2 separate regions of the Sus scrofa genome follow, and region 1 is linked to region 2. A link is a contact called in public Hi-C data. All regions are on one chromosome and are shown on one strand. The core of a region is the stretch at or near the end of the contact, and the rest is flanking DNA. Distances in the headings are between cores, read along the strand shown. Region 1 holds the start of FBXO40 (F-box only protein 40). Region 2 holds the start of GOLGB1 (golgin subfamily B member 1).

Region 1 (3,209 bases), core at 74-2,573, 150 kb after region 2:
CCTAAAGTGAGGTCCAGGGGAAAACAGGAAAATAAACACTGCTCCCTTATCCTTGCCTAATTTGTACATGCAGCACCGTGCAGTTATGACCAAAGCCAGAAATAATCAATCTACACTTGAAAGTGTTTGATACTTCAGGTATCATTAATCATTTTACCACTGTCCCTCTGGATGAGCAAGTTTCAAGTTTGTAATAATTTTTGGTTTGCATGTCTGTAGAAGTTTTTCAACTTGTAAAATACTTTCACTTTTATTTCATGGGTGCATTTTGGATCAAGAGAGCTGGGGAGGAAAGAACCTTGTGTAGGGAATATTGTTAGAGAAAAACAGGCTTTAAACTCTGTAGGCGGAGTTTATGTAGTATATAGAGTAAACACAATTGTGTTACATGCAACCGGTAGCTGACATAGGGTTTGGAATTTAAAGTACAGGAGAATGACTTGCAGTTAACATAGCAAATGCCAAAGGGGGAAAGATCACAACGTTTGGACTTTAGAAAATAGAAATCCTGGGTTCTGGGCCTCCCACCTATTTCTTCCCCATCACCCTAACCGCCCCCTCCACCCAATCACTACTATATAACTTTAGAGATACCACATAATGTTACATTTAATTGTAGAAAAAGAACCGTGGCTGTTAGAAAGCAGGTCATCTCTTCCTGCTCTAAGATTTTAGATTCAAAGCAGGAGTTTACACATGGCTAGGTCTCATTCTCAGCGCCAACCTTTTCTCCCCCATCATAACTAATTTGCCTAACAACCTTCTGGCTCAGGGCAAAACAGTGATGTGCAGCTCCGTCTCTGTCTCCATGTTCACCACTCTGAATGTCCCCTTCCCAGACCTGCTCACATTTGAAAAGCTTACCTTAATGGCCCGGACTGAGTCAGCATCTGCAGCACCTGCGTCCCTCGGTTGTGAGCAAGTAGATTGCCGAAGATGGCTGGCTGTGCATCAGCTGCAGCAGAGGAGGTAGGGAAAGGAGAAACAACTTCAACAGAAATAGTTCAAGTGTTTCAAAGTTAAAAATAAAACTATATCACAAGGGGCAATGTGACCAGGCTCAGCTTACGATTTTTTCCTTTCCCCTGTATTTATCAACACTGTCTGCTGAAGGGGCAGTTAGCAGGGGAAGCCGGAAGGCAAGTGGGGTTTTATATCAATGGGTTTTCATTCCCTTGAGGAAGAATGAAAATCCTTTAAAGAAGGATCTGTTTTCAAGGCCAGAGCAGCCTCTCAAACTCCTGTGCATGTGGTTGGCAGATCCAGCTGTGCTCGCAGTGGCTGGTGTAGCCCTCTGGACAGGCTGCTGCTCTAATTATAACCATGCTTTTCACCTAAACCCATCACTGGCTGAGGCAGCAACTTGTGCAAGTGACGTGTGGTCCTGTTTCTGTTTCTCCTATTTCTTGTTATGACAAGTAAATGGCTGTCCTCTCCTTTCCTCTGTGGTTGGGAAAGGGAGTTTGTAATTCAGAAATCAGGCATAGATTAAATCCAGTGTGAGAGAATTAGAGGTGGTAGGAGGCTGAGCTATCGCTTAGCCCAACTCTCCCGTTTTACAGATGAGGAGACAGAGATTTAGAGAAAGTAAATTTTTTGTCCAAGTCACTGCTTGCTGATGGAAGAGCCAGAGGAAAGACTACTGTTGTAACTCTCAGGCCAGCTCCCTGCTTCAAAGGAACTCATTCTGCTATTTTCTGAGGAAAGATAATATTTAATTCTGGCTTTGCTAATTTCTAGATATGTGTCTCAGACCAAGTTATGTAACAAATCTCTACCTCAGTTTTCCCAATTGTGAAATGGCACATATCAAGTGGTCAGTGATGCTGTTATTTGAATGTATGGACTGAAAAAATATATGCTTAAGTCTGCTGTAATTAACAGATGCTGAATTCCCCTTTCCTCTGGATTCTTCCCTGCATATATATTCATGTAAAGGTAAACTTATTTGGGGTGAGCAACTAGAGGTTGAAAATCATAAACATTTTGGAATTCCCATCGTGGTGCATTGGAAACAAATCTGACTAGGAACCAGGAGGTTGCTGGTTTGACCCCTGGCCTAGCTCAGTGGGTTAAGGGTCTGGCATTGCCGTGAGCTGTGGTGTAGGTCTCAGACGTGGTTTGGATCCTTGCTGTGGCTGTGGCATAAGCTGCCACCTATAGCTCTGATTTGACCCCTAGCCTGGGAACCTCCATATGGTGCAGGCGTGCCCCTAAAAAGCAAAAGAAAGAAAGAGAGAGAGAGAGAGGGAGACAGACAGAAGGAAAGAAAGAAAGAAGAAAGAAAGAAAGAAAGAAAGAAAGAAAGAAAGAAAGAAAGAAAGAAAGAAAGAAAGAAAGAAAGAAAAAGAAATTGTAAAAATTTTGTATACTGATCTTTGTGTCCTAAAAATTACTGAACTTGCTTATTAGTTCTAATAGTTTTCTTAAGATCCCTTAGGATTTTCTAGATATAAGATCATGTCCTCTGTGAATAAAGATATTTTTACTTATCCCTTTAGGATTTGGATACATTTTATTTCCTTTTCTTGCCTTTTTGCACTGCCTAACTTGTTCCCTGTTTCTGATCTGAGGGGAATAGTATTCAGTCTTTCACCAATAAATGTCGTATTAGCTTGGATTTCTTATAGATGGAGGATTTGATAAGTTTGAAGTTGAAGTGTTTGATAGTTTATCCTAGTTTATTGCATCTTCTTTTTATTGCAGTATAGCTGATTTACAGTATTGCGTTAACTTCAATTGCATAGCATAGTGACTCAGTATTTTTGCAGATTATACTCCTTTATAGGTTATTACAAAATAATGGGTATAATTCCCTGCACTATACACCATATCCTTGCTGCTTACCTATTTTTTGTAGAGTTTGTATCTATTCATCCCATACCTTTAATTTGGCCCTCCCCCTTCCTTTCTTCCCTTTGGTAACCATAAGTTTGTTTTCGATATCAGTGAGTCGGTTTCTGTTTTTCACACACATTTATTTGTATTATTTTTTGGATTCCACATATAAGTCATATCTTATAGTATCTGTCTTTTTCTGCCCGACTCATTTCACTAAGAATAATATTCTCTGGGTCCATCCCTATTGCTGCAAGTGGCAGTGTTTCATTTTGTGTGTACACCAAATCCTCTTAATCCAATCAAATCTAGATAAGCACTTGGGTTGCCTCAGGTCTTGACTGTTGTGATTAGTGCTGCTGTGAACATAG
Region 2 (3,309 bases), core at 178-2,677:
TTCTTAGACCAGGGCAATTCACACCTGTGTTGTTCAAGAGCCAACTGTTTAGTTTTTTCTCTCCTCACTAAATTATTGTTTTCAAAATGGCAGGAATTTGTTTTCCCTTGATCTCAGCTATATCGCCAAGTCCAAGAACAGTACACACTAATTACAGGGGACTACAATTTAGATGGTCACCAGAAAATGCCTTACTGATGTTTGATCCACAAAGATTTATGTAATAAACATTAGCACGAGGATGCATAGGGTGGGCTGAGTGCCTGACACACAGTAAGTCTCAATAAATTCAAATAATACTAATTGTCAAGGGAGTCCCTGATATCACAGGAGCTGGCTACTTTTATTCCTTTCCTTAGAGGCTCTGTGACTGTTACTGGAGCACCTCACTGACTCCTGTCCCAGTACCAGAGCCCTCAACCCTCACCTGCTTAAGGGCCAGTTCTGACACCACTTATTAAAAGGCATTCTCTGGTATTCACTACTTTCCCTCTAACTCAAATCCTTAGAAACATCTCTGATCCTTTCATACAGATGCCAAGTTCTACCTAGTCCGAGTCACATTAGTAAGTCGCTGTTTGTGAAAGTCACTTTAATCTGGTTCTCATTTTTCATCAGTAAAATGAAAAAGTCATATTAGATGTCCTACTTTCCGGTCTAATATTTTATGACTCTAAGAGCAAAACCCACATTCTTTTTTTTTTTTTTTGTCTTTTGTCTTTTTGTCTGTTGTTGTTGTTGCTATTTCTTGGGCCGCTCCCGCGGCATATGGAGGTTCCCAGGCTAGGGGTTGAATCGGAGCTGTAGCCACCGGCCTACGCCAGAGCCACAGCAACGCGGGATCCGAGCCGTGTCTGCAACCTACACCACAGCTCACGGCAACGCCAGATCATTAACCCACTGAGCAAGGGCAGGGACCGAACCCGCAACCTCATGGTTCCTAGTCGGATTCGTTAACCACTGCGCCACGACGGGAACTCCAAAACCCACATTCTTATACCCTCCTCACAGCTCATTTAGCAATCCTAATGGCAGCTGGTTTCTGCAGTGCAGAGTCTCCGCGAAAGCCCAAGCTACAATGTCGATCAGTTTTGACCAACCCCGCGGAGGTATCAGAAGCAATAAGCGCAGCCACTTTACTTTGGAAACACCTGACCTTACCAAGAAGGCCCGCCCTCCCGGCATTTCCGGCTCTTCCCCAAATTTTCTTCCGGAACACTTTCTCGGGTCTGACTCCACCCCTCCTCCACTCTTTAGAGTCTATTGGCTGTTTCTTTGAGGAAGCGGAGCATTTCCTGACTTTGATTGGTCTCGGTCATTGTTGACGGGTTAGGTACAAACAAGGCGTGCCTGGTCTCCCTGGTAACGCCCTGTCAATAGCCCTGATTGGTCCATATCCTAATCCCAGTTTCCGTCCCAACAGCGAGTGGTTGAGTCCGGCAGCGGGGCGCGGCGGAGGTGGGTGTCGTGTACGGGATTCCCGAGCTGACGTGGCTTAAATTTGGGAGGGGGGCAGCTGGAGCCTCCGGCAACAACCTCTTCCAGGTGAGTGGGGGATACTCCCCAACTCCTCCCTTCCTTGAGCCTTGTAACGGTCACCCCCACCACAAGGCCCGCAGGTCTGCCGAAGCAGCCACACTCGGGTCCCCTCCCTGTCCCGCCTCTCCTGATTTAGTCCTGGATCCGGCCCTTTAATCCACCTTCCTTCATCTACAGGGCCTGGTTCCAATTGTTTACTCGCCGGCTGGCGCCGCCGGATGGTTTCAGGGTCGCCCTACACGGCCTCCAGGCACATATGCACTGTCCGCCCCCTCCTTTGGACTTTTCTCCTCTGGGATAGGCGGAGAAAGGCGCTCGGGTCAGCCCTGTCCGCACAGCCTCGTTCCCTAAGCAGCCTGCTCAGGCCGACCTGTGTACGCAGCAGCCGACGTCGGAGAGAACCTGCCCGGCCCCTCTGCGGTCAGGCCCTAAACAAACTTAGTGTCTGGAAGGGGAGGCGGGAGCCAAACAAATCCAAGGTCTTGAGGGCGGAGATCACAGAAACATTGGCGCTATTAACGCAAATGTGGGTCTGTCGAAGGATCCTGGATCCTGCTACTGAGTTGCTGGGGAGGTTCAGAGAGAGGGATGATCCTTGCAATCCCATTAAGACTAAAATCCCAGGAATCGGAGGGAGGTTATTAGAGGAAAGGGAACCCTGAAGAAAGTTCTGGAGGAAAAAGAATTTGATTTGAAAATGGAGGATGTTTATTCTGCATAACAGGTTGGTGTGTAGGAGTGTTAGGGGTAGATAACCCCCCTCGACAAATGAGGAATATATTTGTCTGACTTGAAGAGTTTCAGTTGGTCTGTGGGGAGAAGACAATTTAAGAGTAGGGCAGAGATATTTAAAGATCGCTGGATAAGTACTTTCACTTTTGGAAACAGTTGGAAGCTTTCCGAGCTTTTAAAGAATCTCACAGTTTTGTGCAAGATAGCACTAGAGAGCTCACTACAGAAAGGCTGGAGGCCTTTTCAGAAGCACGAAGTAATTAAATTTGGATGATCAGAATGATTATGAACTGTCAAAATCAGTAAGTGTTCTTTTGGAAGTGACAGGATATGGTCATGGAATAGATATAGGGAAGAGTTGAAGAGAATTCAAAAATTGCAGACATTGTACACTGACTGTTTCACAGCTTTTACGTTTTATTCTTTGACCATGGAATGACCATTTGATGCTTTCCTCTTTGCTTGTTAAATTTGTTCGAGTACATCAGTACTTTCCAAGTATTTTTAATTGCACTATCAGTAATACATATTTGAGCAACTATCCTCTAAATACTGTATACTCAATTATAAATAATATATGAATAACACTATAAGTATGTAACTTATATAATACACAAAACATATTTAAAAGGATAAAAAAAGTCTTGCTGGAGTTCCCGTCGTGGCCCAGTGGTTGACGAATCCGACTAGGAACCATGAGGTTGCGGGTTCGATCCCTGGCCTTGCTCAGTGGGTTGAGGACCCGGCGTTGCCGTGAGCTGTGGTGTAGGTTGCAGGCGCGGCTCGGATTCCGAGTTGCTGTGGCTCTGGCGTAGACTGGTGGCTATAGCTCCGATTCGACCCCTAGCCTGGGAACCTCCATGTGCTGCAGAAGCGGCCCTAGAAAAGGCAAAAAGACAAAAAAAAAAAAAAAGGTCTTGCCTATTTTCTAGGACACTCCCCACCAAATTTGAAAATCACATAAAGGTGTTTACTTATGTTTTTGAGAAAGTTGCTTCTCTGAAGAATCCTCCTTTTTTTTGGGGGGGGGACCTTTCA

What was found. A called contact is a pair of places that touch in the nucleus more often than the background predicts.
Region 1: a Hi-C map of fetal heart ventricle shows a contact between it and region 2, with 2.2 times the contacts expected there. The contact joins the promoter of FBXO40 here to the promoter of GOLGB1 in region 2. A contact is called at or near these places in 2 of 47 Hi-C or Micro-C datasets (fetal heart ventricle and heart right ventricle).

The regions. Positions count from the first base shown.
Region 1 is chr13:138,904,087-138,907,295 of Sscrofa11.1, forward strand. It overlaps FBXO40 (F-box only protein 40), which reads right to left and starts at 1,324. Exons shown (of 4, transcript XM_021070277.1): 1 at 865-1,324.
Region 2 is chr13:138,753,376-138,756,684 of Sscrofa11.1, forward strand. GOLGB1 (golgin subfamily B member 1) reads left to right here and starts at 1,428. Exons shown (of 23, transcript XM_021070274.1): 1 at 1,428-1,458.